Linked DNA regions of Arachis hypogaea: region 1 is linked to region 2. A link is a contact called in public Hi-C data. All regions are on one chromosome and are shown on one strand. The core of a region is the stretch at or near the end of the contact, and the rest is flanking DNA. Distances in the headings are between cores, read along the strand shown. Region 1 holds the start of LOC112733408 (B3 domain-containing protein Os07g0563300). Region 2 overlaps LOC112733406 (probable pectinesterase/pectinesterase inhibitor 40).

Region 1 (5,969 bases), core at 1,081-3,580, 38 kb before region 2:
GGAATTCAGAAAGTTAGGCATTGCAACGCACAAATAAGTAATTATTAAAGATGTTGAAAAAAAGGATAGGAAAAAATTTTGGCCGAATTTAATCAACATAGTGCATAAATAAAATAATATTTCAGAATTTAATCACCATTATAGATAACCTACCATATGATGTTCCTTTGCACATACATTACATTCAACTCCACCAGGATCCAACAACATAAACGAGTTATCTGAGACAATACATCCACAATGAATCCGCTGCAAAGAAATAATCATCATGAGTTAACACAGTACAACTTGACATGGGGAGTTCAAGTAAAAAGTATTTGGCGCCTAAAGAAGTACCATATAAAGCCCTTCAAGCAATTACAGAATAAAATAAAAATAAAATAAATATTTAACTCACCTTCCTACAAGTCTCACAGTTCCTCCAACCAGAAGTGTTCAAATGAAAAGTCTCGCAAAATCTTCCTTCTTCAAAAGCAGAGCTAAGAAACACAGTAACAATCAGATCTTACAGATGCAGTAGCATATATGCACCATATAAAAAAAACAACACAAACTAAAGATAAGCAGCAGGAATTATTTAACCAAAATAGTGTCTTTTGGTACAAAATGGTTTCTTTCACCATGAGCAAAAGATCAAAAAGGCATTCAGTTCTAGTACCCAGAAAGTCAAAATTCAAATGCATTGGAAATTTTGACAAAATGTATAATAGAAAAACTTGAGTCAACTGAATTCTATAATTACTTTTCCTCACTTTCATTAATGTGCATTGCAGTTGAAATGTTAAATGTAATTAATCTATGATTAGATTAGAAAATGACATTTTGATAGTTTGGGGTCTATCCCAAAATAGAAAAAGAAAAGTTGCATAGGAATAATAAAGTAAATTAGATTACAATAATTAAAAATCCTGGAATTTGGGAGAACCATGAAATGAGGCCAGGGTAACAGAGAGTTCGGAAAAGTTAACACAATCCTCAAATGTCTACTCTTTGCCTCCTAAAAAGTAAGGTGAAACCTCATACTTCATAATCCTTTACCCTCTCTTGTGTTCTGCTCTAAACTAAACTCTTAACAAATTTTAAGGGATTGGATTTAAGGGTTACTTGGCAATTCCTCATTTCAAAATACTCCCAAGCAAGACTCTTCCGCCATCCCTTTTAATCCACTATTAGTGTTCATAATTTCATATCATAGTCTAAAATGTAAAACACCTCCCAAATCCCACAAAAAAATTGAAGGTTGAAAGAAATCAAAACCAAATAACCCTCTCCAAAACTATCTATACATAGAACCTAGTCACGTAATTAAAAGAGCCCCTCAGTCCCGCTTATAAATGGCCCCCTAAGAAATTCTTCAAACTTCAGCGATCGTCACAATATACATTCAAGGTTCCAAGCTTTTAAATACATTATAAGAGAAGTTATTAATGGAAAGAGGGTTCCGTCCATCCGATCTCCAACACACGCTAACAAGAGCTTTTTAAATTAAAAGAAAAAAGGAAAGAAAAAACAAAGAAATAAAAAGTGACCCCAGCTATTTAGATTAAAACCGTAAAAGAAATTTTTTTTTTTTCCAAAACTAATCTCCAATTCACATTATAATTCCAAAACGCCACGCAATGAACAAAAATATGGGAAGTTTCAAAAAGAAAGAGCAAAAGGAGCAAACTTTGTATGAAAATCCCAAAGGCAACCAACACTAACACTGATAAACCTCAGCTAATTCCCAATCTAGTGGCATAAACAGCGCAGAAGTAACCAAAAGAGAAATATATATGTGTGTGTGAAGGTTGTAGTAACAGAAAAAAGATAAAGTCAAAGAAACTAGTTACCCGCATCGATCACAAAGTTCAGCTCGGTCTCCGGAACGGAGTCTCCAACCTTTCTTAGGTATTTGAGACTTCAATTCTTTACATTCAGGGTTGTAGCAGAACCCGGACGACGGCAAGGAGGAAGAAGACACGGAAGCAGCAGCAGAAGCCATTGAAATTTGAAACTATACAACTCTGCAAACTTTTAACTACACCACCAAAATCAACAAGCAGCACCGAGGAATCTGCGAAAGAAAGGTGGCGTGCTTCTGCAGAGAGTGAAAAGTGGAAGAGTTGTTGGTGGCGCGGCTTGATCTGTAATCATACGTGAGTGAGTGAGGGAGAGAGAGAAGAGAAAGAGGGAGGGGGTAGAGAGAGAAAGGTATGATACGGTATGGTGGGAGTAATAAGGACTAAGGAGTCTTTTTCTTTTTTTTTTTTTTTTTTTTTTTTTGGGGACATGGAGTAGTAAGGAGTCTGAATTGTTAAATGTAGTAAGTAGTAACGTCGGAGAGAGAGAGTGTGTGTGTGTGTGCGTGCGTTGTTGTGAATTTGGGTTTGGCCTCCGGAGATGCCAACGTGTTTGTTAGATTGGTTTTTTTTTTTAATTAAAAATACTGTGAAAATTCAGATGTAACTAATTGAAATTAATAGTTAAAAATAATTAAATAATTTAATCAGTTAAATTTTTATCTAATAGATCTTAATATTAACTTTTCATAAAATTAATTATATCCTTAAAGATATAGATAAAAAGATATTATTTTTTCGAATTTTAAAATTAAAAATAAGAAAGATTGGCTTGAGTTGATTTATGTTGCAGTTAATTTCTTAAATTTTTTTTGAAAAATAATTGAGAATACATATATTTTAACTTTTAAATAAATAAATATTAAATTTTTATCTTTTTGATATTTCTAAAATATAACACATATATTTAATTTTTTTACTCTTTTAAGTTCTAAAAAAATAATTAAAAGAATGACAAACTTATCTTTGAATAAATAACCATAATTAATTGGTAATTATTTTATTATTATAGTTAAATTAAGAAATTTTCATTAAGAGAATTTTAATTAGTAGATTGATATTAATTCGAACATTAAAATATAATTTTTTTTGAATGCACGATGGGAAAGAATTTATAAATTTTTGTCTGTCAACGTTATGGTAAAGTGCTATATACAAACTTCTTATAAACTTTCTTTTGAGTTATAGGTTTCTGTGTATATATAGTTAATTAATAATAATAATAATAATTTTGGTCACAAGTATATGGTTGTATAATTATAAATACATATAGTTATTTGACTAATTTATAGTTTACTTATAAGTTAAAATATGAGTAATCACCCACTTCAATTTCTAGTTTTATCTGGATGAATAAAGTGATTTCTAAAAAATTAAGAATTTTATATTGGTTTTTGTTTTTGCAAGTTTTGGGACAACACAATCTTTTCTGTTGAATCGAACGTTAAAGGTTGATCTACATGAATTATTAAGGAGTAGTGAGGTTGGATAAGGAGTAGTTATTTGTCCAAAATTGTTAAAATGAAAACGGCAACATTGTAAATTGAATTTTGTTGTGAAAACTCTTCTTCTCTGTTTCAAAATCATTAGAATCAATTTATATTAATTAGTATTGTCTAGTATATTTGTATATTAATCGTAGGATTCTATGCTTTTATTGCTTTAATTCATTTACCACCTATAAATACCCCTTGTATATTGTACCTATGATAACTCAATAATACACTTTTCAGATTACTCTATCAGTCTCTTGTTTCTAACATGGTATCAAGAGCCTAAAGTTTTTTTTTCCAATGAACATTTGTTCATAGCCTCCTTATTTTTCTCTTCCGACAGTGCTTCTTTGCTCTGATTTTTCGTTCTGTTTCCGACGCTTTGGTTCGTTACCTCCGCCACCGTTGTGTTCATCTCTCCGTCAGGATTCCAACGCCGCCGGAACCGTCGCCTAAAGCCGCCGAACACGCCCTCACGCGCCGCCGGAACGTCCCTGCCCACCTCCATTGTTCCTCCTCCCAGATGCTTCAATAGCCATTGAATCTTGTTGCTCATCCCACGATCCTAGAGCCTCCATGTGTCACGCCGCCAGCTTCCACAGCGACCCGCGCGCCCGCTATCGACCCGACCCGGCCCGGCCCGCTGGTTGACCCGACCTCCACTTCAGCGCCAGCCTGTCTTCTCCGTCCTCTCGCGGGCTGCCACGTGTCACCGTTCTGTTGACGTGGCGCTGACGTCACTGCTGACGTGGTGCTGACGTGGCAGTCAAGTGGGACCCTCCCTAAGGTTTTTTGGTGAGCTCTTTCCAATTCTACACTCCGATTTCTCATTTTCTGCTCCGAAATTGCCATTTTCTCTCCTCTCTTTGATCTTTGTGACTACTATCATGGAAAAGCCAGATATTTTTGCTGCCACCGACAGAAAGGGTAAATTCTGTCGAAATTGTAACCGTTCTAGGCACCTCTTCCCCGACTGTCCTTCTGTTGAATGTCGCACATGCCACCAGAAAGGTCATATTAGCTATCATTGTTCACAGCTGTTCTGCCGTTACTGCAAGCTCTCGGGACATTTAATTACTGCCTGTCCTACTCGCCCACCACGTCCTAGTCCACTCAACTCGTCTCCTGTCTCTCTTTCTGATATTGCATCTCTTCTTCAGCGTCTTCTCTCTGATTCTGGTAATACCCCTGATGCTTTTTCCACCCCTCCAGGTAATTCTAAATGGTACTTTGACTCGGGTTGCTTTAATCACATGTCTCCGTTGCGTCATATTTTCTCGTCCATGTCTACCACTATAAATGGACCTTCTGTCAATACTGCAAATGGCTCCCTCTTGCACGCAACACACAAGGGTTCTATATCCCAGTCAACTCTTAATCTTCCTGATACTTATTATATTCCCAAATTAAACTTCAATCTTATTTCTGTTGGTCAACTTGTTGATCTGGGTTTTGAAGTCACTTTTTCCGTTTTTGGTTGTCGTGTACAGGATCCTCGGACGGGACAAATCATCGGGACTGGACGTAAGGTCGGAAGGTTATTTGAACTCGAGAATCTTCATATTCCTCCTGTACTAAATCTCTGTGCTGCTTCTTCTCTCTCTCCCTCCACTTATGGCATCAGCGTCTTGCCCACACCTCCTTAGGAAAACTGCGTCCTCTTGTGTCTCAATGTGTTTTAGGTCAGGTTCCAAATGAATCTTTTGATTGCATTTCTTGTCAAACTACCAAACAACCTGCTTTATCTTTTCACAATAATTCATCTCTTGCTTGCTCTCCTTTTGATCTCATTCACTCTGATGTTTGGGGCCCCGCTCCCATTGCCTCTATGGGCGGAGCTCGATACTTTATCGTTTTCATTGATGATTATTCCCATTTTACTTGGGTTTATTTGATGACTAATCGCCATGAGTTACCTCAGATCTATATCAACTTTGCTACTATGATTAAAACTCAGTTTTCCAAGGTCATTAAGGTTTTTCGACGTGATAATGCTATGGAATACCGTGATTCTAAACTCTTAGCCTTTCTTGCAGAACAGGGTACTTTGTCTGAGTTTTCTTGTCCTGGTACATCTCAACAAAATGGTAGAGCTGAACGCAAACACCATCACATTCTTGACTCCGTCTGTGCAATGCTCCTTTCTTCTTCGTGTCCTGAGCGTACTTGGGGTGAAGCTGTTCTTACTGCTGTTCATGTTATCAATAGACTCCCTTCTTCTGTTCTTGGTAATGTTACTCCCTTTGAGCGTCTTTATCATACCTCCCCAGATTATAGTTCTCTTCGAGTTTTCGATTGTGTATGTTTTGTTCTTCTTCAACCTCATGAACATAGTAAACTTGAACCTCGGGCTCGTATGTGTTGTTTTCTTGATCATGGCACTGAACACAAGGGTTATCATTGTTGGGATCCTCTCTCTAAACGTATTCGTATATCTCGTCATGTTGTCTTCTGGGAGCACCACATGTTTTCTCGATTCTCATCCTTTGAGTCCATTCCTACTACTCAGTCACCTTTGTTTACTAACCCCAATGTTGATCTTTTTCCTAGTGATGATTCTATAGATTCTATCTCGAGTGACCCTCCACAGCCTCTTGTTCTTCTGCCTTCTCCATCTCCCGATGATTCCAGACCG
Region 2 (5,939 bases), core at 3,338-5,837:
TTATTTTAATAACTACGTGGATGGTTGTTTGATAGTCGGTGAGGAACTTTTAACGCCGAAGAGGTGGGATGATTGATGAGGATGGGGTAGCAGATAGTTGGGGGAAAGGGTGTTTGGGTAAATTCTATTGATAAATTAGGGTTGAGATGGTTAATTTTTTGAAATAACTGTTTGGATTTTTTTCGTGTATTGGACCAAATTTAAAACCCATTGCACGCATTGTCAAGATTCCTCATTGTCTCCCTAGCAGAGTTCCTAAGTTATTACCCTTTTCTATAAATATCCCAACAAACTCAGGTATTATTCAACTAATTAAATTCTCACATAAATCAACTTAAACTCTTGCTGACTTAGGTATTAAAGTCTCTTACCTATCTTCAATTGCCGTCTTGGAGTTGACGTGAAAGCACTTTAAACAATCTTACCATCATCTTTGACCTCTTTCATCTAGCCTATTTACACACAACCCGTTTGAGGGACGTCTCGTAACAATTATTATGTTATTTAATAAAAGAATTATATGATTGATTTTAAAATATTTTTTTAAAGCCCAAAAAACATATATTTTATAGAAATTGTAAAAAATTGTGTATTTTGATTCTTGATTTATAGTTAAAAATTTGCGTATTTTTTATGAAAATAAAAAATGTGTTTAATCAATCATATCTTTTTTAAAATAACATAATTATATATATAAAATTTATCAATGTTAAGTTATTATAGAAAAAATAGTATAATTAAAACTAAAATCTTAATAGTCACAAAAAAAAAAAACTAAAATCTTAAAAATATTTTATAAAAGCACTTGCATTTAATGACATGTGAAAAAAAATAGAATTAAAATGAATGCATTAAAAAATATTGAGAATTTTGAATTTAAAAAAAAATCAGTGAATGGACTAATTTGGTGCACGATATTCAATTTCAGAGACGAAAATGAGTCGCACAATGCAAAGTTAGGGACCAATTTGGTGCATCTATATATAATGATGATATAGTACATGACATGTGGACAAATAATATTGCGATACATAACACAAGCTGACACATGACCAAATAGTATTGTGACACATGGCACACTCGTCTACGTCAACATGCCATGTATTATTGACCAACCCGTCATCATATTTGACTAAACTATGAAGTGACACGTGTTGCTAATGATTTACATCATCAAGCCACGTTAGCACGCCGTTAACAAAAAATGGATCAAGAACTACCATAGTAGACAATTTTAATACATATCACTAATTTCATAGACCACTTTAAAACTTAACTCTTACAATGACACTTTCTGACCTTTAGCACGCATACATAAGATATATAACTGCTAGGAGTATTTTAATATAAAAAAAAAGTATTTAAAACTTTTTTTATGAATACTTTTTTATGATATAAAAAATATTTTTTTAATTTTTTATTTCTATTAATTATTTTTAAAAAAAAATAAAAGATATAAAAATAAATACACAATATATATATATAATATTTTTTAATTGTAAAATTCAGTTAATATATATTTTAAAAACACGTAATTAAGTTATTAATTAAAAAAATTATAAAAAATATAAAATTTAAGTTTTTAATAAATTTATTTTATATTTATTAAAATAATTTTTTATTATTAATAATTTTATCTTAGGTTCTTACTAAATTCTAAATTGATAATTTATATAATATCTTATGTTCTTATGAGAGATTCATGCATCATGCATGTAAGCACGTGAATTGATGGATAAGATGGACAATGCAATAATCACGCAACTCATTTTTTCAAAGCTCATCATTTTGTCACTCTTCATACTTCCAATGAACTAATGAAGCCCCCAACTTTGCTAATATATATAATTGGAAAAGTTTAGGACAACAATTTTATTAAATTTTGACTAGTATGTAACTAGTTAAAAAAAGTGAATTATTAGATAAAATTTTACACAAATTTTATACTATTAAAATTATCATTGATGACTATTTGATAGCTACAAATCACAAAAATTACTGACTTCTTAACACCCCTCCATATAATTATATATAATAGTCTCTCAAACCGAAGAGGGGAAAAAAATTCGACCGCCATTGTATAGAAAATGTTTTCCGTTAAGATTTATATTTTTAATACCAAAAAAAAAAAGATTGGCTTGCTATACTAGTCAACAAAGCAAGTTTTTTTTTTTTTTTTTCACAACGTTTGTCAATTTTAGTGACTGAATTGTGTTTTAACAATAATACTTTGTAAATATTATAAATCAGACATCAAGAATACATAAACAATAGACTATGATGAGTGGGCCACAATCATTGTTAATTACTTAAATTAAGTGTGCCTGTTAAAGAAGCATACAATGAATTAATGATCACTGCGTACGCTTCATTCCCCCCAAATAAAAAGTCTATCCACCTAGAGAGATGGGTCAACGATTTTGAGTTAAGCAAGTATATAACTTTTAGAATTAGACTTCTACGGTTCTACCTAAAATTGTAATTTTTTGTTAAGAAAAATATGTAAGAATATCAAACTCATTTTCGTTGTATTTACTGAGTAGTTTACTATATTCATTTGCAGACACATATCTCAAAAATCAGTGGTACAAATTGTAGCTTATGGTAAGTATAGTAGTAAGTAATTTACAAAAGAAAATAAAAAAAATTATAAATTATAAATTTAACCAAAATAAAAAAGGTGTTGATGGTGTTACGAGGGTAACCTGAGATAGGTGGATTGGGTTTGAGAAATTGGCCCAAACGTCAAGAGGAGGTGGTCTCTGTCTTGCCTAGTGTCCGAAAGCTGCCGTCCGACTAGTATTTGTGAGAGAACGGAGGGTGGTACCTGCAAAGACACTCCGATGCCTAAGTCAGCAACGGGTTTTAGTAGGTTTAGAGAATATTGGAACTTAGAGATATCTGAGGGTGTCAGTGTATTTATAGTGATGAACCAATAACCACCGTTAGAGTAGTTTCACCTTTTAAGATGGATAACCGTCCCTTTATCTGCCAGCTATCCTTCGAGCCCAACTTCTTTGGAGTGGAGTCTGTGTTGAATCCGACCTTTTCTAAAGAAGTCGATAAGCGGTGAAGGCCAATCTTTAGATTGGGCCTTTTGATGTGTTTGAACCTAAATCATAACGTTGAGTCAGAATATAAAGAGATGGTATTTTTAGAACCTCATCACATATAGAAACCGAAGCCTTTGATTCAAATGAAGGGACAAAACAACACCCAAAAACACAATAGAACAAAACAACGTTATTAGTACTTGTCAAAATGGCAATATCCCTTGCAGCATTTTAACAGAAGCATCACACAAGAAAAATTCAAGACTACTAGTATCTTTGTCTTAGTACCAAAGATATCTTTAATTATCTTTTAAAGGTTTTTATTCATATCTACATGTTTGCAAAAATCATAAGAGCTCAATATAGATAAATAATGGTGACCACACCTTTAGGTACACGACATATGGCGAGTTTACATGGCCTTGATATTTGTTGAAGAAAGAACAAGATGTTTCTTTTATTCTTTTGCAGTTATAATGAAATCATAGAAAGTGGTGTAAAATCTCTTAATTCAGTTGATGGACTTCTTATTTTGGGTTGGCCTTGTAAACAATAATTTCTTTGCCCCTTCTTTTCCGGTCCAAGTTTTTCATCACACAAACACTCCAAGCCCAACAAGCAGCACTTGTGGTTAGGCAAGCAATTTCACCACTACAATTCTAACCCATTCAAGCTCACTCATAATTCTTAATTGGGTTAGATCGTCATTCTAGAATTCTACAATTCACCGGCTTAAACGGGTCAATCGTGGCGAGACTTTGTACCGATGGTCTATTTGTTAGCCTCATATAGCCACATCTCAGGTTCGATTCCCAGCTGTAGTTAGGTGTGATAGAACTTGAATTGTGTGTGTGAGTGTAGTGTATGTGAGTGGGTAATGCCTAGAATTGGGAGCTGTCTAATATATCAACAAAAAAAAAGGTCAATCTAAAAAAAAAATAAAAAATTATACAAATAAATTTTTTTATTAATCAATTTCAATTAAGTTAGTCTAACATAATAAAAATTAGTTATAACTAATATTATTTTAAATTTTATTATTTAATTTGATTAGACTTAATTCATAAAAAGATTTGGATATATAATATTACTCTCTAAAAAAAGAGTTGCACTAAATTTGTGCTTTTTCTATTGTGGCTTTTGGCCTCCCTTCGACCAAAAAAAAAAAAAAAGACGGACAATCCAAACCGCAAGATTTTTTTATTAACGATCATTACAAAATTGGTCAATCGAATTTTTAATAAATAAACCTAAATATCACTTGTTCAATTGAGATATATAAAAAAAAGTAACAGTGTTTTTAGAAAATTAAATTATTTTTATTTTACAAATAATCAACTAACAAAATAATAGATTTACAAAGATTAAGAAATTTGAATTGTTATTATAGAAAAGAATTCTTCATTTTCTGATTTGAACTCTCCACCATACCATGCACAGTAAAATGGATCTTTTAAGTTGCTATATTGTAGGGGTCGCGACAGATACTCAGTTGCCAAATGATAAGCTACACTCTATAATGTTGTCTTGGTCCTCTACTTGTGCCAATGAATCATTGACACCTGGCTTGTGCATAGCTTTTAATTCACATTTGGCCCTTATAAATACGGCCCACATTACCAAACAAACGAGTGTTCCAAAAACTCTTAAATTGCTCACCAACGCAGCAACGCTTATGGGCCACCTCATTAAATTCTAGATGATCCAGATGGCCCATCAATCTATTTTCAAATCTCAAATGTGTCCTCTTATTTTGCTCGTTAAGGATGAAAATTTACTAATTTAGAAAGGAAAAAAGAAATAATAATTATAATACAAAGATCTCCCTTGTTTTCACCTCCATTTTCCATCCGAGTGTGGTTAGCGTTAAACACAATGGGCCTATGATATTAATGTGTTGGGTATTAAATGGGAAGCCATTAGTTGTTGGAACAGTTGTTGTTTTCTTAGTGCACGTTTTTAATTATTTTTTGCTTGTTTGGGTCCAGAACTCTCTATCTTTTGCATACCCCGACGGCCCCAAATCTCTTATCTTTTGCCATAGAGCTTTCAAAATATCTCGTGTTTCTGTCTCCTTCGACAAACTATTGCTGGCGGGATTTTTGCATCCATAAAATCTCTTCGTGATTCAGGATTTCGGTGAGCTCTGCTACCAGCCGCTTCTCTAATTCCTCAAGAAAAGGATTCCTCCCATAATCTGTTGCTCTTTGAATTCCTCTCAGTCTGTTCAAGATCCCCCTTTTCTTTCTGAAAACATTACCAAAAACATTCCTGTTCCACCTTTTTAAGTTCACCGCTAACTCCTTCAAAGCTCCCGGTAGCCAACGCTTTCTGTCCCAACTTCCACTAATGAACTGAAAGAAATCAGGGTGGATACTCCACATCGCCTCAAAACGGAAAGGCTTTTCCCCACCATCAAATTGTTCTGGTCTGAGGACGGCCAAGAGGGGGTGATGGTCCGAATTGACCCTCGGAAGAACTTCAATTCTTGCATCACCAAAGAGAGTCCTCCAACTAGAGGTTGATATAGCTCTATCCAGCCTCTTGAAAACTCTATCTAATCCCACCCTTTGTCCGCCTTTCCAAGTAAATCTTGTACCAACAAATCCAAGGTCCAAGAGCTTGCAGTCATCCATCCAATCCCTAAACCTCCTGCAGGCATGCATATCAACTTGTCTACCCCCTTTTTTTTCTCCCTCATTTTTAATTTCATTAAAATCACCTATAAGCATCCAAGGGTCCTTATTTCTCTTGGAGAAGTCTTTTAAATTTTCAAAAAATATTTTTCTTAAATTCTCCTGCGGACTTGCGTAAACAGCTGATAAAGTCCAAACCTTTTCCCCTGAATATTCAATTTTAAGGTGAATGCACTGATTAAATTTCTCT

The links. A called contact is a pair of places that touch in the nucleus more often than the background predicts.
Region 1: a contact with region 2 is called in a Hi-C map of leaf, with 3 times the contacts expected there. The contact joins the promoter of LOC112733408 here to the enhancer-like site in region 2. A contact is called at or near these places in 4 of 8 Hi-C or Micro-C datasets (leaf and an unstated tissue).

What each region holds. Positions count from the first base shown.
Region 1 is chr13:129,499,567-129,505,535 of arahy.Tifrunner.gnm2.J5K5, reverse strand. LOC112733408 (B3 domain-containing protein Os07g0563300) reads right to left here and starts at 2,330. Exons shown (of 14, transcript XM_025782349.3): 1 at 1,833-2,330; 2 at 398-479; 3 at 154-249. The coding sequence starts at 1,984.
Region 2 is chr13:129,463,624-129,469,562 of arahy.Tifrunner.gnm2.J5K5, reverse strand. It overlaps LOC112733406 (probable pectinesterase/pectinesterase inhibitor 40), which reads right to left. Exons shown (of 5, transcript XM_072212504.1): 4 at 2,961-3,112; 5 at 2,504-2,827. The coding sequence ends at 2,772. Among protein-coding and RNA genes, the nearest start is that of LOC112733406, 11 kb to the right of the region's middle. Within about 2 kb of position 4,587, at least 3 of the 3 cell types and tissues checked have open chromatin away from gene starts, as enhancers often do.